Linked DNA regions of Mus musculus: regions 1, 2, 4, 5 and 6 are each linked to region 3. The links are chromatin contacts, called in public HiCAR-type, HiChIP or PLAC-seq and promoter capture Hi-C maps. All regions are on one chromosome and are shown on one strand. The core of a region is the stretch at or near the end of the contact, and the rest is flanking DNA. Distances in the headings are between cores, read along the strand shown.

Region 1 (4,185 bases), core at 1,518-4,017, 1.8 Mb before region 3:
GCTTTCGTCCAGCTTCTTGATGCTGTGAGTCAGGAGCTTCCAGAAACCAGTGGGCAGCATGTACCCAGTTCTCTTGTTGTTTCTTAACCAAATGTTGAGCATCAGAGTCTGTCCCTTGGATCTGCACGAATCCTGTTGTCATTACCCCTGACATTACTGTCATTTCTGTTAGTTGTCCTTAACTCTGACATATCGGTGAGCAGGGTGAATTTCTGGGTCCTCCTTTGGGTGCTCTCAGGCTTTCTCAGAGATCGGAGGGCAGCCATAACATCTCATAGGAGATGGCAGCCACCTTTAGGCGGCTCTGGAAGCAGGAAGGAGAACTGGAGTAAACAGAATCCTTTTTTGAACAACAGTTACAGTTTCTGATATAATTGACAGACCTTCAGGAATTAGAATAGGGGCAGCCTGCATGCTGCACCAGGAAACGGTAAACTAATAAATCCAAGAGGAACTCCTTTTTGAAAGAAAGCAGTTAATAATTCAATAGGGAAAATACAATATACTTTAAAATGTTTTTAAAAGGTCAGGAAAATATTCAAAGAAATAACAGTTCTTCTATTAGAAGTTGACAGAAACAATTTATGCCCTTTAACTGAATACCAAATCACTAAAACAAGAAAGCTCAAATTTTCTTTTACAGAGACTAGGAAGATAGGGGTATAGTGCTTGCCATGCAATTGAATGAGACCTCCAGAACCCGTGGAAAGCTGCACACAGTCTCTTCATCTATAATCTCGGTGCTACTTCGGAGAGATGGGAGACAGAGAGCTCACAGGCCAGCTGGACAGAAATAAAAAGTGACTTACCTCAAAGGGAAAGGGTAAGACTGACTCCTGAGTTTGTCCTCTGTCCTGCACAACCACACACACACACACACACACACACACACCCCCCACATATTCAATTAAACAAAAAAGAAAGAAGAGAGAGAGAGAGAGAGAGAAAGGAAGGAAGGAAGGAAGGAAAGAAGAAAGGGAAGGAAAAGAAAAGAAAAAAAGAAAAGAAAAGAAAAAAGAAAAGAAAAGAAAAGAAAAGAAAAGAAAAAGAAGGGGCTGGAACCCTTTTTACCACAAAACAGGAAAAAAAAAAAAAAACCTACAGAAGCCAAACCCATGACAAAATTTCATTGCTTCTATCCTTTGAAACTTATCTAAACCTGTATACAACATACCACCAACCAGGAAAAAAGAAGAAGAAGAAAAAAAACAGACTTGCAAAACACAGTTTTTATTCATAGAGAGCCAAGGGCATGGAACCTCAAAAGCAAATTTCAAATCCATCTCCCAGAGAAGTGGAAAAGGGTACATTTATTGGACCAAGTTCCACAAGCTCTAACTTGACTATCATGACCCATATATCAGCAATGTTGCACACAGTCAACTGAACGAAGTCGGTCATCAAGCAAAGTGGATTGATGGGCCTGATGATACACACCCTTGTAATCCCAGTGCTTTAGGTGGAACTAGGAACAGTTCAAGGTCAATTTCAGCAAGCCAAAGTTTAGCCTAGGCTACATATGGGTCTCAATACAAATACTTTTCCCCTCCCATACCCCAATCCATTGAGAAAGTAAATAAGTGTTAAGGGCTGGTTAAATCTTTAATTGATTAGGTTAAATCGAGTTAATTTATTGAGGAACTAAGGACAGGAGCTTTTTATTCAGAAGTCCTTTTTAAAATGACCATAAAGAGGCCCAAAACATGGAACAGTGATTTAAAGCACCTGTTGCTTTTGCAGAGGGCCTGGGCTCGATTCCCAGCACCCACATGGTGACTATACCACCATCTGTGACTCTAGTTCAGGGGATCTGTGGGCACCCATGTGGCGCACATACATTCAGGCAAAACATTCATACACATAAAAAATTAATCTAACACTATCAAAAAAAGAAATGTAACAGGAAAGACTAGGGAAAGACGGAAAACGCAAATTCCTGAAGGACACTGCCTGGATTCTTGGCTTGGCTTGCCCGCTTCCCTAGCTGTAAAACAGTGATAATAACGCGGGTCCCAGCTACCTCAAAGGGCAGTTTTGGCATCCAGACAGAAACCATGTATTTAACTGTGTTTTGAAAACTGTAGGGCACTCCATAAATGTAAGCCGTTTTTGTTACTGCCTCGCTGTAATTATGGCAAAATCACAAACAAGGGCTGTTTATGGAAGAGATCTGGCTCTCCCATGGGGGGCACTGTGAATTCCATCAGCCTAGTTCTTTGTTACTGAAACTTTTCAGTATCTTTTTTTTCTCAAATACTAGGTAACTAGCAAAGTACTACATATAAAAGTACCAAGAAGACAAAATAGTTTTAGAAATTCTTAACAAAAAAGAAGCCACAGAAACGCAAAGTCGGCCAGGAAGGAATTTTCCTCCGGATCGCAGTTCTTTTTGAGGCAAGCATTTTATGCCAACACCCGGTGGGTGGCGGCTGCCCAGAGGAAACGAAACAGTGGAACTGGCCTTCCCCTGCATAGCGATGATTATTCCATTTAGATACAAAGAATAACAAGCTACAATTCCCGGAGCTGTGCAGGATGCTGCAACAAGTACCCCGCGCCCCTTCGCACCTCCCTCGGGCAGGCAGAGCCAGAAGAATGCGCGCGCACTCGCCTCTTGGCCTGAGCCCCTGGGAACGCGCCTCCCTAGCCTGCCCCTCCTCCCCAAGCCGGCGCGCCGACGTCGGGTCACGTGACGTGGGCGAGCCGACAGCGGGGGCGGGCGGGGCCGTCCGGCTCCGCAGAGCGGCGCAGGCGCGCCAGGGCCGCGCGAGGCGAGCCCCTCCTGCTCCCTGTCGGAGTCAAAATGGCGACGGGGGGAACCTGGAGTGGTCCCGGAGCCTAAGCCACTGACAGGAGAGGGGAGGGCGGCGGCGGCGGCTGGAGGAGAATGGCCGCGGGGGCTGGCGCCAGTGCGGACGACGGCGCTGGGGGCGGCGGCGGCGGAGGCGACGGCAGCGGTCCCAGCAGCAGTCGCGGCGGGAGGAGCCTCCGAGGTGAGTGTCCCTCGGTGTCCGAGGCTTGAGGAGCCGTCTCGCCGGCCCCGCGCGGCCCGGGACGTCCGGCTGCCGGCAGGGGCGGTGGTTGGGCGTGGTGGCGCCTCGGCCGAGGCCCGGACGCCGCGGGGTTGCCGAGGCGCTGGCCAGCTCGGCCGTCTAGGGCCCAGCGCGCCGGCGGCGGCGCGGGACGGGGGCCTCCCGGTCCCCGCGCCCTGAGGGGCGGGCCGGACAGCGCGCCGCCGAGCGGGCCGTGACCGAGGCGCGGCGCTCAGGGCCGGAGGGCGCGCGGCTCCCCCACCCCCGCCCGGGTGGCCGCCGGGACGAGCCCCTAGCGCCGGGCTGCGAGGGGCGGGACCCGCCGCACCCTGCGCTCGGGAACCCACACCCGGCGCGGACTCCTGTTTACGGGCTGCGGGGTGGGCGTGAGGCCGCTGGGGAGGGCCGGAGCTTGGGGGGGAGGGGGGAGCAGGCCTGGGGAGGACCACTCCCCGCGGGCGAAGTGAAAGCGTCCCGGAGTGAGTGCTCTGGGAGGACCGAGACTGGCGTTGAGCTTTGACAGGTAGGTGGGGGAGACAATACGGAGCGGAGCTTCGGCTGGAGCCGCGGAGGCTAAGCTAGCTTAGCTCCCGGGAGGACTTGGCGAAAGGCGTGCCTACCTTCCCTCCTGCTCTGCTGTTTCTCCCTTCCACGCACTCACACTCTCGCTCTCGCTCACACTCCAGGGTGAGAACTTTCTCGCCGTCTTCGGAGAAACTCCGAGGAGTGTTGTATCCGCTTTGAACCACCACAGCGCCTCTCCCATACCAGCACACATAATAAGTACTCTGGAGTAGGCCGAATTTGCAGAGCAGTCTCGGTTCTCTGGCCCAGGGCACTGGCCCCTCGGCTCAAGCTTCTTACAGTGACGGAGCAAGGAAGAAGCGTTTTTTGCAGATAAATTAGCTTTTCCAGCAGACGTTATCTTTTGTCTCTGCGTAGCGTCTATGGCTCACCCATTACTCACATTGTCTTCTTTGTAAGTCTGGAAGAAAGACTTGAAGTTATATGAACCGTACATTCTTCATAGCAGCTGTGATTCGACTGGTCTTGGAATTTTGGAGTCAGGAACACCTTTAGAGATTGGGCGTGTTCTAAAGTGGGGGAATTGGACGCGGAAAGGTGCGATTCTGTGGGTCATGTAGCTGGGGAG
Region 2 (4,752 bases), core at 1,479-3,978, 1.4 Mb before region 3:
TACAATTACTACTATTTTCCTTATTATTTCAACAAACATAGCAAAAACATGTTACAGACTGTGCTGTGTTCCCCAAAATTCACATACTGAACTCCAAACCCAAAGACTTCAGAACGTCACGTAATAGAAACAGGGTCTTTGGGCTACAGAAATGGCTCAGTGGTTAAGAGCACTGACTGCTGCTCTTCCAGAGGTTCTGAGTTCAAATCCCAGCAACCACATGGTGGCTCACAACCACCTGTAATGGGAATTCGATGCCCTCTTCTGGTATGTCTGAAGACAACAACAGTGTACTCATATACATAAAATAAATCTAAAAAAGAAAAAAGAAACACAGACTTTAAAGATGTAATTTAAACTGATGTCTATTATTAGAAGAGATATATACACAAATAGTCATAAAGAGAGACCATGTAAAAGCAGGAGAGAAGACAGCTAGCTCTAAGGCAAAAGGAAATCCTCAGAAGTCAGCCTTCAGACAGCTGAGCAGGTAAAAGCCCTAGCCCTGAAGCTTGACAGTCTGAATTCAAACCACAGAACCTACTGATGAATGAGGCAGAAGCCCCAAGAAAATTGTCCTCTGGTCACAAATATGCCCACATTTACAAGTGCACACACAACTAGTAAGTAAAATAATAATAATATAAACAAGTCAACCTAGCCAATACCTTTATTGTGGCCTTAGAACTGTGAGAAAAGTCAATTTCTACTGTTAATCCCTCTGGCCTATGATACTTTTTCATGGGTGTCATAACAAACTCATACAGGATTCAAACAGAAAAAAAAAAATGCTTGGCAAAATTCCAGCACAACCAAATAAAAAGCCTCTGAAATTTGTTTCAAAGGGCTGAACTTGGAAAAAAAAAAAAGAAAACAGAAAAACAAAACAAAACAAACCAAGAAACCCCACTTGATTATCACAAAGTTACTACTGTTAAAGTGAAGCACTCCTGCTAGGTGGTGGTGGCACAGGCCTTTATTCCCAGCACTTGGGAGGCAGAGGCAGGTGGATCTTTGAATTTGATGCTATCCCGGTCTACAGAGTGAGTTTCAGGACAGCCAGGGGATACAGAGGGAAATCCTATCTTGAAAAAACAGTAACAAACAAAACTAACAGTGAAGCACTCCTGTGATTTATGTATGCAGCATATATAGGTCTAAAGTAAATTTTCAGTAATTTAAATATTTAGTACCTACCATGTGCATGTCCAGCTGAGTTCAATTTTTTTTTTAAAAAAATGACTGTATAAATTATCTATTTAACCAACACATGGAAAAAACTTCCAGGTGCCAAAGTCAAGGCCACGAAGTAAAATTAACCTTTAAGCTGTAGAATGAAGTAAACTACAAAGTCAACAGTGTTGGTTGAATGTGGTCAGTGTCCCTTTGGCTTGGAACTATTAGATCTTGGGCTTTCTTCACTAAATTGGCATCAGAGTTGTCTTTCCTTCCCTTCTATGCTAGGTCTTTTTATTCTGTGTGCATGCCCTTCTTTTGCCTTACACTGCTTCAGGTTGTTGCAACTGTTGTTTTAAAACATGTCTCTCCCTGCTGGGGAAGGGGGAGTGGGTGGATACACACAATGCCTGGTTTGCTCAATGATAAATTCCAATTCTAGCCCACACACAGGCACTCCTAGAAACACTACTGAAGTAATTCATCCTTATATGTCAAGTGTTGTGCAAACACTATCACTAAAAATAATATAATATAAAAATAAAATAATAAAAATAATATAGTAACATAATGCTCAGCTACATTATATGGCAAACTGTAAAGTCCTTTAGAAACAAATAAAGATGGATATGGCTTAGAAAGATCCTGGAACTTCGATGGCACCTCAGACACTGGAATCTAGGTCAACCTAGAGGTAAACCCACCTTTTAACCTCTCCGCTCTAACCTCGTCGGAAGTTAACTGTTTCAACACACTCTTTAGGAAACCCATTTAAGTGTGTATTTCAATTTATGAGAAACCAAATGAAAAAGGAATGTAACATGCCTTCTGACTTATAAAACGTTACACAAGCTCGATGTAAAAATTAGTGATGAGCGAGAGAAAAGTAGCTCTCCTAATAAAAAAAAGCCTGAAGACAATTAATGTCTTGCCTCCCATCTGAAAGTTAACGGGGCTTTAAAACATATCTTTCACGTGGATCGTAGACACTAAACCTGAGCTCTTATCTCAGTGACAGACTCCAAGAGGGGACTTCCCGTGGTGCAAAGCCACCGGGAAGGTCAGATGTCACACAGAGGCGGGGGTCAGGGGTCAGGCCCGGCGGTGTGACCACGGGTCCCCGAGAGGCGAGAACACATCGTACTGGGTCCCCAGAGCAGAGTCGGGGTGGAGGGCGGGTCAGCCTCGGTATCCGGAGGCTACGGGGCTCTGGCATCCCCTTCCTTGTCCCTGAGCGAAGACGAGCACGACAGCGCTCGGGAAAGGCGGAGACCGGGTCCCGCAGGCCAAGCCGTCCCGCCCGCGGCCTGGTCGCGCCTCACCTGAGGACGCCGAGCGGCAGCACCGCGGCCTCGTCGCCCGCCCGGGCCGCCACAGCAGCCCGCTGCTCCCGGACCTGCCGGCTAGCTCTTCCGGGAGACGTGGAAGGGCGGCGAGGACCTCAAAACAGAGTGGCCAACGAGCTGCCTGAGTGGCCGGAAGCTGAGCGCCGCCGGCCGCCTAGCAGGTCACTCAGGCGGCGGCGCCGGCGGCCGCGGGGCCCTAGCGCCAGGCCACGCCCCCTTCCGTCTGCCGCCGAACCGGGTGCCGCGCCAGCGTGCGTGTGACGTAACGCCGCCGGCACGCGGCCTCCACAACATTGCGGAGCACGCCCACAACGGGGGGCAGGGTCCCGAGCACCACAGGGGCGGGCCCAAGCCAAACTGGGCGGGGCATGAGCCGGCCCAGGCCTCTGAGCTCCTCCTCCCTTTCAAAAGTTTTACACGTGAGGATTTCGAGGCAGAGACTGGAACTGTCTAATCCCTGGGCCTGTGGGATGGTTCAGTAAATAGAGTACATAGATAAATAGCCAGGACTAACGGCCTGAGTTCTGAGTTCTGAGTTCATTCACAAAGCACACACACACACACACACACACACACACACACACACAAATTAAAAATACAAGGGCTGTGGAACAACATTATGAACTAACAGTACCCCGGAGCTCTTGACTCTAGCTGCATATGTATCAAAAGATGGCCTAGTCGGCCATCACTGGAAAGAGAGGCCCATTGGACTTGCAAACTTTATATGCCCAGTACAAGGGAACGCCAGGGCCAAAAAGTGGGAGTGGGTGGGAGGGTATGGGGGACTTTTTGGGATAGCATTGGAAATGTAAATGAGAAAAATACCTAATTTTAAAAAAACTGGGAAAGGGGATAACATTTGAAATGTAAACAAAAAAAATATCCAATTAAAAAAAAAATACAAGGGCTGGAGAGGTGGCTCAGTGGTTAAGAGCACTGGCTGCTTGCTCTTCCAGAGGTCCTGAGGTCAATGGCTCACAACCAACTGTAATGGGATGGGATCTGGTGCCCTCTCCTGGTGTGCCTGAGGGCAGCTACAGTGTACTCATATAAATGAAATAAATCTTTAAAAGAAAAAAAGAATACAATTTAAAGGGATGGGGTGAAGAACTCGGGAAGGGGGGACCAGTAAGGGGGGCAACATTTGGAATGTAAATACATAAAATAGTATAAGAAAAAAAATAAAAGAATACAATTTTTTAAAAAGAACCTGCTTTCAAGTGACAGAGATGGATTTTGCCTAAACTAATGAATCAACAATAGTTCAGAGCCTTTTGTAAACCAAGAGAAACAGGGAGAAGTATCCCGAGGTAGGAAAATAAGTCAGTTTGTGAGGGTTCCTTGTAGAAAAGATAACTTGAACTGAGACTATTATTCAATAGTGCTATAGTTATATTTTGCATACAGCTCACAGACTTTTTGAAATGGGTTTTTAAAAAGAAAATCTGTGTTCAATAATTCACTGAAGGCTACATCTACTGGGTAAACAGGACCAGGCTAATTTCGCCAACTGAAAAGCCTATGGTAAATTCTCAAGTAAGTGCGTTTGGGCATTGAGGAAACTAAGACTCAGAGATGTTAAATAATCTGGTTCCAATATTATCTGTCCTTAAAAGGGAGGTGTCCATCTCACTCCAAAGTCTGTGCCCCTAGACTCAAATTTTTATTGTCTCTGCATTGAATATGGGGAATAACTACAAGCCATTTTCTTCCTATTAAGTCAGGTTTAATCCAACTCAGTAGTGAGACTAACTCCCAGCAGAAGCCGAAAATCACTGTTGCTGTGATCTTAGAGCCCTTCTTAAGTGGAGAACAGTTTCAGGATCCTTGAGCGGCTCCATTCTCACAATGCCGTAAGGAGTGTCTTGCTCTTATTGTGTGGTAACTGGCATTGCAGTTCTCAACTAATTCTAACTAAGCTGTTCTTCCTGTTAAGGGCTATTTATCATCAGTGGTTGCTAGGTGACTGTCCTACATCCCAAGATGGAGATATCCTTTCCAGCTCCACTGATGACAGTTTGATCATATGATCTACCATTCACTGCTGGAATGTAGACAGGCCTAACTATATACAAGCCTAAACGTTCAGAGTTAGGCAATGGTGTGTTTCCTCCAGTTCTTTTTCTTCTTGAGAGAGAGCAGCTCCAAGCTAGGGTTATTCTGCTAGACTGAGTCCTGAAAGGAAGAAAATGAAGCAGTAAATAGTCCACATCTAACATGTGGTCAG
Region 3 (4,369 bases), core at 1,450-3,949:
TCTAGTATTAGAATAAAAATTGAAAACCTTCTTCCTACTGGGTGTGGTGATCCATGCTTTTAATCCCAATACTTGGGAGGTAGAGACAGGCAGATCTCTGAGTTCTAGGCCAGTCTGGTCTATGTAGCAAGTTAAGTTAGCCATGGCTACACAGTGAGACCGTCTGAAAAAGAAATTCTTCCATCCAAGAACTGTAAAAGCAACATTTCTGTCAGAAATTCGCAGAGGCATTTTATGAGGGAAGAGGCCAGTGGAGGGACAGTATCTGGCAGTTCATTAGTTCTCCTGAAACTCAACCCCACCCCCCAAGATGGAGCTCAGGGCGAACAATTCTTGTTAGCGCAACAGCAGCAGCAGAATGGGCTCCAAGATGAGGAAGAAGCAGTGATTATATATTGCTGCAAGATTTTTACATGCCTCACTTTGAGCTTCCAACTTACTTAGAAATCCTTGAGCAGAGAAAACAATTCCCAAGTTTGCTTTCCAAGACTTGCAAGCCCCAGGTTAGAAACCTTTCTAAGCATAACTGGGACACCCCTGGAGTTTATTGCACAGCACCCACAGGAAATAGGGAAGCACTGCAGATGAAGAGGTCTAGCCAAAGAATGGTGGTGGCCAGTCCATCAGTGACCACAGGCAACCTCAGATATGTAATAACTAGTGGCATTTCTGTGTCACCTGATAGGACCTTAAATTGTGTGTAAAGCTGGGCAGTGGTGGCACACGCCTTTAATCCCAGCACTCGGGAGGCAGAGGCAGGCGGATTTCTGAGTTCGAGGCCAGCCTGGTCTACAAAGTGAGTTCCAGGACAGCCAGGGCTACACAGAGAAACACTGTCTCGAAAAACCAAAAGAAAAAAATTGTGTGTAAAACTAGAAGGTGGAGAGACTTTTATAAAACATTAATCATACGTAATGTTTCATTGACATTGCCATGAAAAGTTCCCAGAGTTGCTATGTAGGGACTGCCAATATCAGGGGAGAAATTATTCACACACTAGAATAAAATGTCTCACAATAGTCACAGTGCAGTTGTTTGATGCAGTTGTTCACTTGAAATAATATGCTTATTAAATAGCTAGAAGGATTTTTTAAAAGATTTATTTATTTATTATGTATACAGTATTCTTCTGTCTACCAGAAGAGGGCACCAGATCTCATTACAGATGGTTGTGAGCCACCATGTGGTTGCTGGGATTTGATCTCAGGACCTCTGGAAGAGCAGACAGTGCTCTTAACCTCTGAGCCATCTCTCCAGCCCAGGATTTTTTTTTTTTTAATTAGATTGGTACAGAAATCAAACCCACAAAGACAGTCCTTACTCTTCCAAACAGGGTAGCCTATGCTACCTATCCACCACATGCAGTCATCAACTTCATTATGTAGCCCAGGCTAGCCTGGAACTCAAGGCCCTCCTGGTTCAGCCCCACCAAATTCTGTGATTACAGGAACCAGAACTGACTGCCATGGCCTGAGACAGGATGTCATTGAGCCCAGGCTAGCTCTGAAGTTGTTATGTAGACAAGGATAACTTGAAGATCCTTTTGCCTCCATCTCCCCAGTACTGGGGTTACAAAGCTGTACCATCATTCCCACCCCACTTTTTTGGGTAAGATTTGTTTTACTTTTTATGAGTTTTAGTGTTCTGCCTTTATGAATGTATACCATATGTATGTCTGGTGCCCTCAGAGGCCTTGAAATTCAACTTAATGATAGTTGCGAACCATCCTGTCAGTGCCGGAAAACAAGCCCAGGCCCTCTGGAATAGAAGCAAATGCTCTTCATTGCAGAAGCCCCCCCACCTCCACCCTTTATTTGTTATTCTGACTTCCACATTTCTTGGAACCTTGCCAGTATACTGGGGGCTACAGTCTATTTATTAACAGGCTTTCCAACCAGGCAGAACTGTAATACCACATGTCATCAGCAGATGTCACATCCCTAATACGTGAAAAAGCTACGCTGCAAAATGACTAGCCAAAGGGTAGTCATTGAGTACCTGGTGTGTTCTCCCTAGGAGTGTGCCAGGGGCTTCGGGTTAACATTCCCGCATCGCAGTGAGGATTAAACTCGTCAAGACAAGAGTACATGCAACAATGGCCCAGCTCGGGGAGCGAAGTTATTACCAGGAAGTGGTGAGAACGTGGGGCTGCAGGCCTCCAAGCACACAGCCCCCGCCAGCAGGGGGCACGGCGTCCATCGCGCTGGGAGCCCAGGCTCAAAGCTGCCGCTGCGCACTGCGGCCGGGACGGGCTCTCCCGCACGGCGTGCTATGGTGGAGGGAGGGTAGAGCCATAGCAGGGGCGCACACGCGTGGGGCGGCCACACCGCCAGCATCCATCCTGAAGGAACTTCAGGAAGGGAGAAGCCGGGGAGTCGGCAAAGCAGATGCACTGATGCGCAACCCTGCAGTCTGAGGCTTACACCAAGCCTCTTCCTCTCGGGCCCAGGTCTGCGCGCGCAGGCTGCACCTGCCCGCGCACTCGGGCCGCCACGTGCTGAGGCCCCGCCCCACTCCCGTCCCCGCTCCCCCAACGCGCACCCGGCCCGGTGCGGCTCCTCTCCGCTAGGCTGCGCAGGGCACCGGGCGACCGAGGAGGGACCGCGTCGCCCCTCCCTCCCCCTCCTCGCCCCCACCTCTCGCTCTCCCCGGGCGGGCGGGGCCGCAGCCGCGCACCGTGGGCTCGCGCCCCGCCTTTGTCTCCCGCGCCCGCCGCCGGCTGCCGGAGCCGCTTTGTGCGGCGCGGCCGCGGCTCAGCATGGACGTGACGGTGTCGCAGCTCGTTGAGCTGTTTCTGCAGAGCCCTCTGGTGACCTGGGTGAGCGCTCGGAGCGGCACCGGGGACCGGGAGGCTCCGTGTCGGGTGGGCGTCCCCACGGCTTCCCACTCGGGAACGCGCACCTGTTCCCGGCGGCCGTGGGGGCGGGGAAGGGGGGTGACCCCTCCTGAAGCTCAGAGACCCGCGGTAGGGGCGCAGAGTGGGACCGTGGACCGGCGGGCTGAGCGTGCTGCCTTCCTGTGCGTCTGAGACGTGAGGATTTTGTTGAAAAGTCCTTTTTATTTATTTCTCTATTTTCCTCGCGTTCTGGGACGCTGGAGAAAAGTTAGCCAGAAGTCCTGTCCGGAGGCGGGAAAGGACCGCGGTTCGGGAAGGGTAGGCTTGCTGCCTGCGAAGAGTACCACGGTGGTTGGTGACCTCCCTGGCCTGCCTTGTCCCCCAGCGTCAGACCAACATGCTTTTGCCTCCCCGCAGGTGAAAACTTTTGGATCGTTTGGAAGCGGCCACCAGGACAACTTGACTCTGTACATGGATTTAGTGGACGGCATCTTTTTGAATCAAATCATGCTGCAAATGTAAGTTGCCTCTTCAGAGAGGATACTTTAAGAAACCTAAGATTGTAGCGTGAATGCCGGATGGCCAGGGAGGGATTCCGTTCAGGTGGGCCGTTGGACCCCCCCATCCCCCAGCACCTCATTCGAGCTAAGGAAATTTGCGGTTGACTCATTTGTAAACTCGGGCACTTGATGGTAGTCTGAGTGCTGACACCAAAAGTCCCTTTTCTTTTTGGAGGGACACAGAACTGTAAAGAGGGTCTGGTTGGTTACAGGAAATGTCCGCTGGGTCTGGAGCATCGCGGTGTGAACGCAGTTTCACTGTGGCTTGGGAACTGGGCTTCTGAATCTCCTTCTCTTCCCAATTGTTGGGGCAGATGCAGTCATTAATCGTCCTTGTGTGAATTGGGTTTAGAAGGCACACAGGCAGGCAGGCAGGCTGGCTGTTTAGAACGTTTGCTTGGGCTTAAACAGGGTCTCGTAGATACTACTTGCCGGCCGCACCTCTGACCACATCCGTTGTGGAGTTCTGCAGAGCCTGTCTGTCTGACATCTTAGCACCACTTAGGTGTTGGCTCCTACCCCTCCATTCTGTGTTTAACTTAGAAGCTTCGGGGATCCTATTGGAAGTGAGTGACAGTATGAGTCACAGGCACTTGGAACAAAATAAAACTGGATCAGCCTTTACATGTACCCACTCAGCTGGGACTGATGGAGGTGTCACACTCAGTAATCCATTAGCTAATGAAATACAGCTTGGATTTGTAGCTGGGGGTGGGGGCGGGTAGGGGGTGGTTTCCCAATGAGATGACTCCATTTGTTTTCATAGGACATTTGATTCACAGTGGTAGAAACCCCGTCTTTTTTTTTTTAAATCCAATTCCACTGGTCTTCAGAGTTTGACCAGGTTCTAAAGAGACATTTGCTGTTGGCTTTGGCTGCGCTTCTCTAAGGACTGATGAGAATTGAGTTTTTCTGCGGCTGCCTCTGAGCAGGCTTGGGCTCTGGCCACGCTCCTGCCACCCCCGTTCCGTCA
Region 4 (4,688 bases), core at 2,167-4,666, 1.6 Mb before region 3:
CATTGCCCTGTGCTGAGCTAAGCGTGCACTTTGTCTTTGGGAGAGTTTGGGCGTCTGACTGCTGTACATGGGCACCTGGATTGTGATACTCCCCCTCGCCTGGAGATCTGACATAGCTCCTGCCCCGCACTGGGTGCAGACTTGCTGCTGGCTGTTCCTGTTTGGAAAGTTACAGTGGGTGACGAGTAGGAAGGGCCAGGGGTCCCGGAGGTCAAGACACTCCTAACACAAGTTGTGTTAGGAAGGATGAAGGGACAGTCCTGCCTAGGTGACTGTGCTGTCACCCTGTCCTCTGTGCTCAGCCTTGAGCTCATTGGCTGGAAAGAAGGAGGGATGGATGGATAGAGGGAGGAGTGGTAGGTGGAAGAAGGGAAGGAGGGGGAGGGAAAAGCGAGTATGGATAGAATGAAGGCGGGAGAAGAGAGAGTGGAGAGACGGCCCTGAGATGGATATCCAGGCTCCAGCAGCGGCATCTCAGAACGGTTGGCACGTTTGGCCTGTCTGTGAGAGCTCGAGCCCGGGATTACCTGTGGATATTCTGGTAAGAGACACTGGCCCCCATTGGTTATGTCTTTCCACGGATGGTACAGTGGTAGATGTGAACTCAGATTAATAGACTCATAGTGAGGGGTAGGTTATGACATGTGCACCACAGCTGTGCCTGGTTTCCTGTGTCACCGTCCCTGCACAGGACGAACCTGACTGTGTACCAAGCTGTCCACACTTGGATTTACTCTGACGGCTGAGTCTTCATGCATCTGCAGAGGGCTGCCTGGGATTGGGACCAGGTCAAGGCTGAAGGCAGACATCTGGAGGAAGTTTCCAGAAAGCCTGCTAGGGCATACACCCTTCAGAGGTCTTCGTTGTTCAACTTCAGGAGGGCTCTACTTCGCAGCTGTAGGAAAGGGTTTCCCGATGCAGGCGTGCACATACCTGGCCAGCCCGAGAGCTTCCCGGTTCCCTGACTGGGGGTGGACAGGAGCCTTGGAGCCATTGTGTAGAGTGTGCCAGACAAAAGGGTTCTGAAATCTCTCAAGATGTGTCTGTTGTTCATTTGGATGACGGCTTGAGGGAGGAAGTGGTGTCTGGGCACGGAGTGAAGCCAAACTGAGCGCTTTCTACTCGGGCATCTAAAAATAAAGGCAACGGCAATGCCTGTCCCCACACCTCCTCCTGGCATCCAGGAGAGTCGAGAGAGCTTCAGATTGGAGGACACTGGGGGAGACTCTGCAGAAACTGGAAAGCAAATCACTTGGCTGGATTTTCAAAGTCGGTTCGGCTTTCGTTCACTCCATCCCAGGATGTGGGCTCCTGGAAGCTGGAAATAGGCAGGGTGCCGGTCACTGGGTGACACGTGAATGAGTTAGAGAGTTAGGGGTGTATGAGCCACCCCAGCATCCACCAGATCCTGATTATATGGGAAGAGGTATCTTTCTTGTAGAGATGTGGAAACTGAGGCTCAAGATGTTGTGGCCTTTCGGAGAGGTCAGCTGGTGGGTGGTGGGATTAGGGCTGAGTTTGGGTTGGCTTGTTTACAGCAGTGTGGTCTCCTTTCTGTGTTAACAGATGATCCACTTATAAGATACTCTCCCCCTAGCATTGCGGGCCTTTCGCTGTTGTCTAAGTGGATGTAGGACCTGGGTTCAGGACCTAAGCATGAATAACCCGGGGCAGATCTTGCCCGTTTTTTCCAGGTCACGGAAGTCATTTCTCTTCCTGTTACCTGTTAGCAACAGTGGCGGCATCAGTGATGGGCGTTTATGGGGACTGTGGTGTACCAGGAAGTGGCTGTTTATATTCTAAAGCTGAGCTGGTGTGAGCACATGATGCCCAGCCGTGAGAGCTTGCAGATCCCTTCGTCTGCCCCAGCCATTCCCGCCAGGGAAGTGTGTGGAGATGAAGAACAAGGTGGCCTGGGCCGTGCCAGGAGCCTGCCAGTCTGCACAGTGAGATCGTCAGCAGGCCTGTCCCAGGCTTTTGAGGACTGAGTCAGGTCAGGTAACGTGACTGGCACTGAGCCTGGCACACAGAGGCTGATGATCTGCAGAGCTGTACCTCGGTGTGGGACCAAAGGACACAGCCCTCATCATCAAGGAAGGCAGCTGGTCATGATAACCCTGGGAGACAATGACTGGAGGTGGTCCCATGGTGCTGGTCACAAAACCGAAGGAGGACCGGCTCGAGTTATCAGCTGGCTAGCACATGGGTGGTGAATTTGACATTCATCCCCCTGCCTCCTTGATTTTTTTAACACTTGTTTCTATGAGAACTGAAAGCTGAAACAGTTAAAACTGTCTTATTCTGTCAGTAGGTAGGACTCATCTGCAGATGCAGGAAATGACTTTTTAAAAAAGTCCCATGCGCCTATTCAAAGTTGCCTCTCTAATAAAGTTTCCCTCTTATGCATGTTACTTGTGCAGTTTTGAGTATATGTTGATCGTGTTGATCAATTATGTATTCATAACCAATAATGATATACTTCAGAAGAAACTTCTGACGTGTGTAAGAGCTTTATGACCACATTAAAAAGTCTTTGAGGGAGGAACAGTTCTGTACATACATTTCCTTAGCTCAGTGGTGTTGTAGAATCGTTAGTAAGAGACTTTCCAGTGTAAAATACCCTGACAGTTTAAACATCTCCAAGGGGAGAGAGGGGAAGAAAAAGGAGCAGTGTTTGATTTCCAGCTGTCTAAGAGGGGCTGATTATATAATCAGAAAATGGATGACAGCGGATCGCAGATCGCCAGGGTATTTAGACCACATTGGAACCATTTAAAAGAGGAATAATAACAGTTTTACTTTCTAATGTTAATAATTTACTTCGTGTTGGATATGACATCCCCCGCAAGTGTTTAAACATTTCAGATGTCAGCTTAAAAACCGGCCATTGGAGACCGTTTTAAACATTAATCTTGGGGTTTGGTTTGAAGGCTGTTTACATCTCAGAACCAGGTACTTCCTTAAAGGGGGACAGCGGCAGGCCATCACGAGGCTCTGCAGGTCTTCCCGCAGGGGACCCGTGAGGTCCCCTTGGCTTCCCTGGCCTCTCATGACATGATTTACTCTAAGCTGTATCACTTCCTGCTCAGTTTAACTCAGGAGGAAGGGGCTGCCAGCGAGCCTGGTGTGGAGAGGCAGGATCCCGGCTTTGAGCCTAGCACTGAGGCAGTGGGCAGAACCCAAGGGCTGAGGTAAGGTACAAGGTGTAGATTGAACAGGCATCACTCTCTATATGGCAGCCTGGACACCTGTGTGGCCAGTCTCCAGTAGGTGACCAGGGGCCCAAAGGATCCAAGACACGGGTGTCTTCATCCCATCTGGTCAGACAGGAAACTTCCCCAGGTGAGGTAAGCTGTATGCACCCAGTAGGACCTGCCTGAGAGTCATGGTCTAAGCCCAAAGACCTGCCAAGTCCACAAGCCTCAAACATAGCCAGGCAGTTGCTACACTGAGCAAGGGCTAACACAGAGCCGTGGCCACCTCCTTGGAGAAACAAGTCCTTCTTGGAAACAGCTCGGGCAGAGAGTTATTGGATTTGAGGCTGGGTCTTGGGCTTCCCCGAGGACTCGTCGAAAGCCCCACGTTACTCTGGTCTGGTCTGTGGATGAATTAGCAAGCTTTCCTATGCAGGGTTTCATTACCCCTTCCTCCCATATCCCCGAACTCAGTGGTGCAAGGTCTGAAAAGACTGGGCTGCTCCTCAGCCTGCCTGCAGCTGGCATGCTGGCAAAGCCCCCCCCCCCCCCCCCCCGGACATCCTGGCTTCCACCACCACCACCACCCCTCCCCAGGGGAGAAGGCAAGGACTGTTAGCCTGGGCTTTTATTGTAAATGAGTAAGCCACAAGTGTGAAAAGTACAGTAGCCAATTACAGATACCTCTGTCCAAATTCTTGGCAAATTCAGACATCATGAAGTCTAGTCTTGGGACAGCCACTGTTTTTCAGGCTGGCAAGTACTTCCCCAGATTCAAGAGGGAGTGAGCTCTCTGTGCTGGTCTTTCCTGAACTGTACTGAGATGCTGTACTGTAAGTTTTTTTTTTTAAATGTGTATGAGTGCGGCTGGGTGTGGTGGCGCGTGCCTTTAATCCCAGCACTTGGGAGGCAGAGGAAGTGTATGGGTGTTTTGCCTGTATGTATGTCTGTGCACCACATGCATGCAGTACCTGTGGAGGCCAGAAAAGTGTGTTGGATATCTTGGCGCTGTAGTAGGTGCCAGGAATCCACCTGGGGTCTTCAAGAAGAGCAACCAGCCTGTGCCAAGAGCTGACAGACCTAAAACCTCCAAGGAAAGGCAAAACTGAGAAGCAGAAGTTAGCAGGCCGTATACCTCCAAGAGCAGGCCGTGTGCTCAGGGGGTGGTGCTGTTACCATGGTGATGGCTGCTTGGAGCTGATGGGCAAGCCCTGGAGGTGGTGCAGGCTTTCTTTGGAGGGTTAGGGTCTTTGAGGGAATGAGAGGCGGAGGAGGAGGTGGTGTCGGCGGCTGTGGCCTCAGCGGCAGCATTGGAAGGCCCTGTAAAGATGGTGATACCTCTTGGTGAAGAATGAACGGGGCCCTAAGTGTTATGGGAAAGTATCGGCTTAGCATTATGGGGATAGAAGAGTATCCTGCATCTATACCTGGAGGCTGGGAAAGGTCTCTGTTGATGATTAGTGCTCTAGGTAGGTTGGACTATGGGTCCTGAAG
Region 5 (4,691 bases), core at 205-2,704, 1.3 Mb before region 3:
CCCCCACCCCCCGCCCCAGGACAATCCCAGTCCCTCCTATCCGAATGGGGGCCAGTTACACCCTACTGTTCCCAAACCCTGGAGAGTACAAGATGTGTACAGATAGCGTTCCTGTTCTAAAGAGTGGAAGCTCAAAGAGATGAGGTCACAGAATTAAAACAGGCAGCCACGGGAATTCATCCGGGATCAGGCCCGGGACTTTTAAACGGAAATACAAAAAGTATGGTACCCCAGATTCGTCCATCATCCATGGCACCTCAGAAAGTGCTAGAAGACTTTCGCAGAAATCGCTTTCTACTCGGTGCAGCTTCAAACCCCACCCTTCCCGATCTTCTCTTAGGACTGGGCTGGGCGGGATGACAGGACATTCCCAACCTTGTGTAGCTCTGGGCAGTGTTCCAGGTCTTGAGGTGGGGGGTAGGGAAGAGCACAAAAGTAGGAATCCCTTCCGAATGGTTGTTCCCAAGCCATTTAATTTCACACACTTCAGACTGCATCTGCGTCTGGGTATCCCGCCAATCATTTGCACCCGAGCACTCTAGACCCTCCTCACACACCAGGCTCTTCAAAGGCCAGTCCAAAGGTCCCCAGCCGATCCAGTGGGGTGGCAGATGGGATCTGGTGGCGCCTCAATCCTCCAGGCAGAGAGTTAGCTGCTGGATGGGCCTGCCTAAAGTTGTAGGTGCTTCTTATCTACCACCCTACTCCCCACCCCCGCCCCCACCCCCACTCTCGGTCCCAGAACCTGAGGGCGCAAGCTGGGGTTTAGGCAGAGCAGCGGTGCTTCGTGGTGCATGGGGCTGGCTGGGCCAGGGCAGCGAGTGCTTGCATCCAAAGTTCAGCCTAGGCTAGAGCCATGGCTACACGGACATCTCGGGCTCGAACACACCAAACCCTCCCAGCCGCACATTGTGCACTGCTTCCCCCCCCCCCCCCCCCCCCCCCCGCTAACAAAGTCTGGATTTGAAAGTTTGGCCAAGTTCGGCAGTCACCAAGGCCGCCCCCTTTCCTTGCAGAACCTAGTTTCACCCTTAGTCCCTGCTGGGGGATCCGCACGCTCGTGGGGGGTGTTCATTTCAGCATGACATCCACGACGTCCCGTAGCCCTATCCGGAGCACCCAGGGCTCTCGGGGATCAAGCTGAGCAAAAGAGGCAGGACGCGGGCCACCTGGGGAGCGGCGGGCACGGGTTGCCACTTACCCGGCAGGGTGGGCGCTCGAGGGCGCTTCGGCGCGTCGCATCGTGGGGCAGGCGATTGGGGACGCAGCGACCTCCGCGTGGCGCTGGCGCTGTCCCTCGCCGAGGGCCGGGCTGGGCGCCGCCGCCAGCCGCGCGCCCAGTGGGGAAGCGCGGGGCCGCTGCCTTCCACTTCCTGGATCGCAGCGCGCGGGGCTCGCAGGAAGAGGCCGGCCTTGGTGGTCAAGGGTTTTTTGTCAGAAGCCATTCGGCCGTGGCTGCTCGTAGCAGGGAGCCCCCTGGGGCGCGCGGAAGCCGGGCCGCGCCCCTAGGGCCGGGCCTGGCGGCGGGCGGTGCCGGGGTCGAGGACAGCACGGACTGTGGCCGCCCGGAGCCTGCGAGCGAAACTCACAGGAAAGTCTCCAAGTTGGCACCGGATAGCAAGGCACTCAGGGCTGGCAGGTGACGAGGCCCACGGCCCAAATGGGACCTCCTTCATCCCGGGGGAGCCACGACCCATACCCACTCCCGCCCCCAAGGCGGGGCACCTCCTCCACGTCCCTGACAGGTGGCCATCCTGTCTCTCCTTGATACCTTCTCTGTTGATAAGATCACTGTTTAACAAAGCAGATATCGTCCATGAAGCCTGACATCTAAGGCACCTGTGCTGAGTACAGCACCCAGTGAGAGACTAAAGGAGAAAACTTGCTAGCTTACACAACAACCGCGAGTCGTAATGCCTCCTTTTTTAAGCGCCCAGACACTCAAAAATGTCTCCTGAGCTAGCTAAGCCTGTGAGACCAGGTAATAGCGGACCTCAAGATATCACCTTGTTTAATTCATTCCCAGCCTGGGCATTATTTAGACTGCTGGGGACAGATTAAATGTTTTGTGCTTGGGACTGTCTTGTGCATTGTGCATTGTAGGAGTAACCCAACTTCCATCCACATCCTTGGCCTCTACCCACGATTACACAGGAGTGCTAGAGTGTCCACACACCCTCACAACCACTTCTCTTTTGGCATTTCCTCCAAATCAGCCTGTGGAAGTGAGAGGAAAGGCTTAGTTAACAGTCTCCTGCTGGGAGTGGTAAATGGGCCAGCTGATTTGGGAAGCAGCCTTGGCAGTTCCTCAGAAGGGGAAACTACGTACCCAAAGGGGCTTATTTCAGCTTTCAATTCCAGGTTACAGTTCATTATGGGGAAGTCAAGGCAGGGGGAGGGGGGGGATGTCAAAAAGCTGGTCACATGACATCCAGAGCAAAGAGAAATGAATGTAACCATGTTTACCTGGCTTGTGATCAGCTCACTTTCTCCACTCTTACATAGTTCAGGGCACCCTGTATAGGGAATGGTGCTGCCCACAGTGGGTTGAGTCTTCCCGCACCAATAACTTAAGTAAGACAGTCCCTCACCAGCATACTCATAGGCCTAACTAAATGCAGACAATCCCTTACTGAGAATTTCTTCTCAGTGATTCTAGGTTGTGTCAAGTTGACAAATTAAAGCTATCTATCATAGTGTGTCCATGCAAAACCTTATATATGACTGTTCATATCAGCCTTTATTTGTGTTATCCAGAGCTGGAGCTAGAGTTCAGAGGTAGAATGGTTGCCTGGCATGTGTCTGAGAGGCCCTATGTTGAAGGAAGAAAGAAAGAAAGAAAAGAAATACAAACAATTTACAGTAGCCAGTATGTGGGAGCAACCAAGCATTCATCAATCGATGAATATGTAAATAAGATCAGGGATCATCAGTCAGGGACTGTTATTGAGCCACAGAAAGAATGGGGCCCCAACAATGGTGCTTCTGCACAGATGAGTCTTGAAAGCATGCTAAGTGACAGAAGCCAGTCGTTAAACACATTCCTTTTGCATGAAGTGTTCAGAGTAGGCAATTTCACGGAGACAAACAGTAAACTAGTGTTCGCTAGAGGTGGGGTGGGGTGGGGTGGGGTCGGGGAGTGGGGAGCAACTGGCAATGGCTATGGAGTTTCTTTGGGGGTGATGAAAATGTTTTTAAATTGACTGTGGTATTCATTGCACAACTTTGTGGCTGTGTCTGAAAACCATCAAATTATACACTTTAAGCTGTTGAATTGCATCCCAATCAAACTAGCTTTTCTTTTTGGAAGGCACAAAAAAGTGTGGTCTCCAGGGAGCAACCTTAGCCACTCTGACCTACACAACTTCCCCACCGAGCACTCAGATTGCTGCCAGCCATCCCCTCAGGGCACTACCAGGCCCTATAGGCATTTCTTCTCCGAGGTTAGCTCTTCCCTGAGCCACAGTCACCTCTCTATCATCTCTGTCAACAATCCTGTAGTTTTCTGCTTGAAAGCTGGGCACAGAAGGCAGTCACGTGTTCAAATCCAGTCCCAGGACTCTTTAGGCAACAGCCAGTACAGCTTTCTCAGAGATTCCATTGCTCATCTGTAATAGATGAGCACAGATGAGAGAAGGAAGAGAGCATCCCTTCAGGGAGAAATCTTTGGCTGTGGTTCCTCCAATAAGCCCACAAGCTCCTCCTAGGTGTCCTTGGATCTAGGTCAGTGGACCATCCTACTACTTGCCAGTTCTTCAGGCTGATATGAGTAACCCTACACTTTCAGACCCCATAGGCTCCTCTCCAGGGCGCAGCTCTGACACTAGACAACCCCCTAATACCCTGAGTTCCACAGAACAGTCGCAGGCCTTTCTCCTATTCCAACAGAGGCCTCCTGAAGGCTGACCATTCACTTGCTTTGTAAAGGCACAATTCCTTAGGTGTGCACCATGGAGATACTCTTGATGATAACTGATTGGGGGTGGGGCTGCCAAGATTCCAGAAGGCTGAGTGGACACTGTTCGTGATGATGTGCAGTCTGCTTGTCTAGACCCTCTTCCTTTTCCACTCCCAACCACCCCTCCCCTGCCAGGGACTCCGGTGGAGTCAGCTTGACAGATGAAAGTCTAAAAGCTTTCTCATGAGGAAAAAGTTTCAAGGAAACTTACTCCCGGATCTTTGGCTATTTCCCTAACCCATAAAATTAATTTTCCAAATCCACTTTAGTCTAGTGTATGGATCCACGTGCACTCTATATAGTATTACCTTATAGTAAATGCCTTTTAAGATTTGTATTCTAACATAGCTAAAGCCTTTTCCCAGTGTTCTTAGACTCCAGATAGCAGCAAGGAGCTTTACCCATTCAGTAAACAATTAAGCACTTGCCATTTTACTCAGCAGTTTACAAATAGAGACTAAAAGTCTCACTGAGATAGAAATCTTTTACTACAGGCTTCATTCCATGTCAAGTATAAGTTGATATACTACCCTGATAAGGGGAAACTCTCCAGACAAGATAAGTTTTATTAGACCTAAGAATTTAGAGCTCTGTGATAGTGCATTACTCTTAAGGCCTGTCAAGAGTTAACAACCCCCTGATGCTTTTAACCTTAAAGTGTGAAATTCTTGCCTGGCATTAGGCTGATCCTAGGCAGGGCTTGTTATCCCTAATGTAAACATTTAATTAGTCC
Region 6 (4,503 bases), core at 980-3,479, 1.7 Mb before region 3:
TCACCCTCTGAACTCTCTCAGCTTTCATCTAGACAGGTGCCCCTAACCCCAAACTCCTACTTGTCTTTCAATGTCATAGTCTCAAGTCACTCAGAGGCAGGACTCACATGGCTCTCATCACATGCTCCAGGACTCAATGGTTTGTATGTCTCTGCCTTACTCATCTTGGGACTACAAGGCCGGCACTACCCCGCCACACCCTGGGTTCCCTGCTTGTGTGGAAGGAAGGAAGGAACTCCAGCAGGGATCCTGAACCACCCAGACACACAACTCCAGAGAAACCCACAGCCTGTGCCAGGGTGTGGGAATTTCTACTGTTGACTTCAGCAGTGAGGCACTGGCCATCGTCTGCTCCCTAACCCCTTTCTTTTCACCTTCTTGGACTTCCGGTCCCCATTTCTTCTCTCAGTTCTAGGTTGGCCATGATGTTCCACAGAAGCGATCTTCCTCAGGCACAGAGCTGAATGGGTGCAGTTACACTTTGTCTTCTGGCTTCCATGGTCCAGGATACAAAGTCCCTGCTTTCCAGAGCCATGTGGGTTCTCTAATCCTCTTCCATCCTTTTCTCCAATTAAAGAAAAATTAAACTCACTAGATCTTATTTAAAGAAGCACCCAGGCTCCACAGTAGGGGAGCAACTGAGCTCCACTCTGGCAACAAGGAAAGATGGGAAGTCACTGCCAAGGAGCAGAGTGGAACATCTGTGGGTGGAGAATTTCTGAGCAAAACCACCAGGGCTCCTGGGATTCTGGCTCAATTTACTTGACAGGATTATTATTATTATTTACATTTATTTATTTGTGTGTGTATATGCCACAGCATGAGTGTCAGTCAAAGGAAAACATGGACTTAGTTCTCTCCATCTACGCTGTGGAGAATAGAACTCTCGTTGTCAGGTTTGGCCACAAGTACCCTTACCAGCTGAGCCATCTCAGCAGCCCCACTTGACAGCATTCTTACTGCAGACAGGCCGCAGTGATCTGATACCAGGGATGGCGAACTTTTCTGACTCAGGAGGTTTCTTGCTAAAACTGAACCAAGGGGGACCAAGGACACTGCCCAAGGTCAGGATCTAAGCCGGAAAAAGGGACTTGGTGTAACTCCTCAAGTCTGGTCAAGGCCCGTTTCTGTCACTTTACTAACAGCTTTCATTTCTTCAAGCCTTTTCTCATCTCAGATCTTCAAAAATTGTCTTTATTTCCAAAGCCAGATAAAATGTCTTTCTTTACACACGGGAACCCATTTTTTTTTCCCTGTCTGTGTCTGGGGAGAGCCTCCAATTTCTCCTCCCAATGCCTAAAGCATAGGCTGGAGATGGCTGGAATGCTAAGTACTGTCCCATAGGCCGGGGTAGAGCAGGTGGCTCAGAGGATCCAAAGCACTAAGTCAGACGCCGAGCTACGTCCCTTCACCTAGCAAAGAAAAGGCTCTCCTGAAGATGCTATGTGCACTCTGGCTGCTTCTCTCCCTCCGCTGAAAGGGACCCCAGAGTGTGAACCTGGGGCAGTTGTGGAGATAGTACAGGACAATTGCAACGAATTGCCTCTGGGGGCAATCCCCGCTGTGCTGCCAAGGAGCAACGAAGCCCAGTGGTTTGGCCGCCCTCCAAGATAGACACAAGGCGCCCACACCACGACTCCCTCACCCCACTCTGCCCTGGCCACCATCCAGCACCCCGCCACTAGCGGCGGCGCCTTTAAGACTCATTGGCGCCCCCTGGCGGTAACCGGCGCTTCCTCCTCCGGGAGCTCTGCCCCAGGCCCCGCGTGTGCGTGGCGTGTGCGCGGGCGCTGGGGCAGGAAGGGCGGGGGACACGGCGGCGCGCTCCCCGAGGGGGTCCCCGCGCGTCCGAGAGGCACGCGCGGGCGAACCCTCGCCGCGGGAGGGCGTGCTCCAGCTCGGGCTCGAGGCTCGGGTGCGGTCTCGGGCGGCGGCCCGGGATCCCTAGAGTCCTCGAGCGGCGCACGGTGCTGCGGGGCGCACGTCCCTGCGCGGGCGAGCCCCGCGGGGCGGAGGGGGCGGGGCGGCGGCGGGGCGCGCCCACCCGCGGGGCCCAGCCAGTGGCGCGGCGCGCTGAGCCTCCGCCCCCCAGCCGCCGCCCCGCCCCGGCCCGCCCCGCCCGCCGCCCCGCCCGGTAGGACCGCGCGCTGAAGCCCGCTCCGCGTCCCCGCCGCCGCCGCCGGAGGAGGTGCCCGCACGCTCGCGGCGCGCGCCGGCCCCACACGCTCGGCCTGTGGGCAATTTCCTCCGGACCCAGGCTCCCGGGCCGAGGAGGAAGAAGATGCAGACCTTCCTGAAAGGGAAGAGAGTTGGCTACTGGCTGAGCGAGAAGAAAGTCAAGAAGCTCAATTTCCAGGCCTTCGCGGAGCTGTGCAGGTGAGGAGGGACGCGGCTTGGGGACCCCCGCGGCCCGAGCCTGGTTACCCTCGGCGGGCGCGGGGCAGACGACGGCGACCCGGGAAGGAGCGGCGCGCGCTGAGGGCTGGTTCGGAGCAGCAAGGTGGCCGCGGGGGGCCGCGGGCTGTGTCCGAGGGGAGCGTGGCCGCTGTGGGCGTTGGGTTCGGACCGCGGCTCTCAGGTGCACTGGGGTCGTGCCGGGAGATCCCTGGCCGTCCAGGGTGGTGGGACCCGGGAAATCGGGGAGTCCACGCCAGCAGTCAGGGGTTAGAGGGTACTTTTGGACTGGTGTGTTTTTCTTCCTCCCTCTTCTTCCCCTTAGTAGAGCAGGATACCGGCGTTTGTGTGGAGCCTACTACGTGCCTCGCGTGTGCACGGCTCCTGAAGCTGTCATTGCATATCAGCCGGCTTAAGCCCAGTTGAAATGAGTAGCGATACTTGGCTTGTCTGTGGTGATTTGCTGTCTCATTAGAGCCTCGCAGCAGCCTCGCAAATTAGCCAGGATGGTGATTCTGGGCCACGTGTCTTAGAAGAGGGACACCTACCAGCAGAGAGGTGGGGTACCTGCCTTGTAGTCCCAGGGCCAAGGAGTGGCAGAGCATAGAAAGTGATGGGTGGACCCACGTAGGGTAGAATTGTCTTCTGCCATTCCGGCTGAGCACCTCGTTCTCCCTGCGCTGGTGCTTCAGTGGCAGAGACCGAGGGCTTTGATGGAGCTTGCTCTTAATACATTACAGAAGTGCTGGGTTCCTAGAGTCAGGTGTGCCTTGCCTCTCCGCAGAGCTATTGGTTACAGCTTCTCAATGAAAGCCTAAGAGAATCCAGCCCCCACACCCCATCCCCGAAGCCTTTTGCAAACTCCGGGTGGAAACCTTTTGTTAGGTAGTCTTTTCACTTAGTAGATTTGACTTTTGAAAATGGACTTCACTTGTAGTTCCATCCCTGGTGGGTGCCCCGAATTTTGGAGAATTGAACAGTTGGGCTTCCATTATCCCTTGGTGCACAGGGGTTAGTTAGCAGTCTGAGCTGGCACATAGAGGCCGCCCTGGCAGCACTGCCTTGCCCCTCATGGCTGTCCAAGAGCCTGCTGCTTCTCTGCCCCAGGCAAGCCTTACAGGCCCTCCTTGACCACAACTGGATGGGATAATGCCTATTTATAAGGGGGCCCTGGTTCTGCGCCCCTTATAGTTCCCTTGTGGGTTTGGCTGAGTCTCCCAGACAGGCCTCTTAGGAGAAAGCAGGCTTTTCACGGTCGGCAGGGCGTTCAGTGCAGCCCAGAATTCACAAGAAAATCAAGAGGAACTCGAGCCAGAGCTTTGGAAAAGCCCAGGGCTTATGGAACTTTTTTTTTTTTAAAGGACAGTTGGACGTTTGTACCATAAATAAACACACTGAAAAGGTTGCCCTAGACAGCAGAAAAATTTGGAGAAGCCCCTCTGTCGTGTTCTGGAAGTCCAGTTCTGACTTGAGGGGACCACAGCTCCCCCTGCTGTCAAATAATTCTTGGGAAACCCCAGTTCATCCCTTGCATCCTTGTTATTGATAGCAATCTGGGTTTGTGTCACCCTTTATCTATACCCGAGGCTTGTCCTTGGCCTGGTGTGCTTTATTCTGTAATTAGCAGGCTGTAGCAGAAGACTCCTAGCAGAGACTTAAGGGTTGAGGACCGACTCCCAGACCTGCCGGTTGGCTTGCCCTTCCTGTGGGCCCTCCCTCCTTTAAAGAGGCGCGGGGTGGGGGTGGGGGTCTCAGGGAACCCGGGGTGCGGAAATCTTATTGAGCATTCATTTCTCAGGAAGGGTGGCTGAATTCAAGGTCTACTTGCCTTCCTTTGCCCAAGTGTTGGCTTCGGAGGGATGGCAGAAAGTCTCTGGGCCGTTCCAGCAGCTCAGGAATCCTACTGTGCGTTTTTATTAGTATAGCTTTCGATGCTTTGTAGCTGAAGCTTAAGAAGGAAAAGAAAACACCAGAAAGAGTTTTTCTGTTGCTTCTTCACTTTCAGGACAGAGCCCCCTGGTGGCCACATTGTTAACTAAACAACTGTTGAGATAGTGACCCCTCCCCCCACCCCCCTCCACTGTGTTTTGTTTATTGTGAATGCTGGAG

What was found. Promoter capture Hi-C pulls out the DNA fragments that hold promoters and counts their contacts. HiCAR-type assays count read pairs that join an accessible place to other places. HiChIP or PLAC-seq counts read pairs in DNA pulled down with a chosen protein or histone mark. Capture Hi-C pulls out chosen DNA fragments and counts their contacts.
Region 1: a HiCAR-type map of astrocytes shows a contact between it and region 3, with 4 times the contacts expected there. The contact joins the promoter of Btbd7 here to the promoter of Ccdc88c in region 3. A contact is called at or near these places in 1 of 39 promoter capture datasets (cranial neural crest) and 1 of 115 datasets of contacts at active chromatin or transcription factors (astrocytes).
Region 2: a promoter capture Hi-C map of adipose tissue shows a contact between it and region 3, with 3 times the contacts expected there. The contact joins the promoter of Golga5 here to the promoter of Ccdc88c in region 3. A contact is called at or near these places in 9 of 39 promoter capture datasets (the C10 cell line, cranial neural crest, embryonic stem cells and 6 more), 1 of 484 Hi-C or Micro-C datasets (B cells), 3 of 115 datasets of contacts at active chromatin or transcription factors (astrocytes, large pre-B cells and stem cell-derived neural progenitor cells) and 2 of 9 other capture datasets (adipose tissue and liver).
Region 4: a promoter capture Hi-C map of pre-B cells shows a contact between it and region 3, with 2.2 times the contacts expected there. The contact joins the enhancer-like site here to the promoter of Ccdc88c in region 3. A contact is called at or near these places in 5 of 39 promoter capture datasets (the 3T3-L1 cell line, the C10 cell line, cranial neural crest and 2 more) and 1 of 484 Hi-C or Micro-C datasets (regulatory T cells).
Region 5: a contact with region 3 is called in a promoter capture Hi-C map of liver, with 2.3 times the contacts expected there. The contact joins the promoter of Rin3 here to the promoter of Ccdc88c in region 3. A contact is called at or near these places in 3 of 39 promoter capture datasets (cranial neural crest, hippocampal neurons and liver), 2 of 115 datasets of contacts at active chromatin or transcription factors (large pre-B cells and pancreatic cancer cells) and 1 of 9 other capture datasets (liver).
Region 6: a contact with region 3 is called in an HNF4G HiChIP or PLAC-seq map of pancreatic cancer cells. The contact joins the promoter of Itpk1 here to the promoter of Ccdc88c in region 3. A contact is called at or near these places in 2 of 39 promoter capture datasets (cranial neural crest and embryonic stem cells) and 1 of 115 datasets of contacts at active chromatin or transcription factors (pancreatic cancer cells).

The regions. Positions count from the first base shown.
Region 1 is chr12:102,877,024-102,881,208 of GRCm38.p6, reverse strand. Btbd7 (BTB (POZ) domain containing 7) reads left to right here and starts at 2,767. Exons shown (of 11, transcript NM_001377026.1): 1 at 2,767-2,993.
Region 2 is chr12:102,467,110-102,471,861 of GRCm38.p6, reverse strand. It overlaps Golga5 (golgi autoantigen, golgin subfamily a, 5), which reads right to left and starts at 2,728. Exons shown (of 13, transcript NM_001199004.1): 1 at 2,499-2,728. It overlaps Gm30198 (a long non-coding RNA gene), which reads right to left. Exons shown (of 3, transcript XR_381856.1): 3 at 3,986-4,700.
Region 3 is chr12:101,027,221-101,031,589 of GRCm38.p6, reverse strand. It overlaps Ccdc88c (coiled-coil domain containing 88C), which reads left to right and starts at 2,699. Exons shown (of 30, transcript NM_026681.5): 1 at 2,699-2,818; 2 at 3,254-3,354. The coding sequence starts at 2,759.
Region 4 is chr12:102,670,734-102,675,421 of GRCm38.p6, reverse strand. The region is part of intron 2 of Itpk1 (inositol 1,3,4-triphosphate 5/6 kinase); the gene reads left to right. Among named protein-coding and RNA genes, the nearest start is that of Mir1936, 12 kb to the left of the region's middle. Within about 2 kb of position 3,416, at least 55 of the 459 cell types and tissues checked have an H3K27ac peak or open chromatin away from gene starts, as enhancers often do. A contact at or near this core is called in pre-B cells and regulatory T cells, where this site is marked.
Region 5 is chr12:102,279,837-102,284,527 of GRCm38.p6, reverse strand. It overlaps Rin3 (Ras and Rab interactor 3), which reads right to left and starts at 1,454. Exons shown (of 10, transcript NM_177620.4): 1 at 1,202-1,454. The coding sequence starts at 1,242.
Region 6 is chr12:102,702,595-102,707,097 of GRCm38.p6, reverse strand. It overlaps Itpk1 (inositol 1,3,4-triphosphate 5/6 kinase), which reads left to right and starts at 2,229. Exons shown (of 10, transcript NM_172584.3): 1 at 2,229-2,376. The coding sequence starts at 2,282.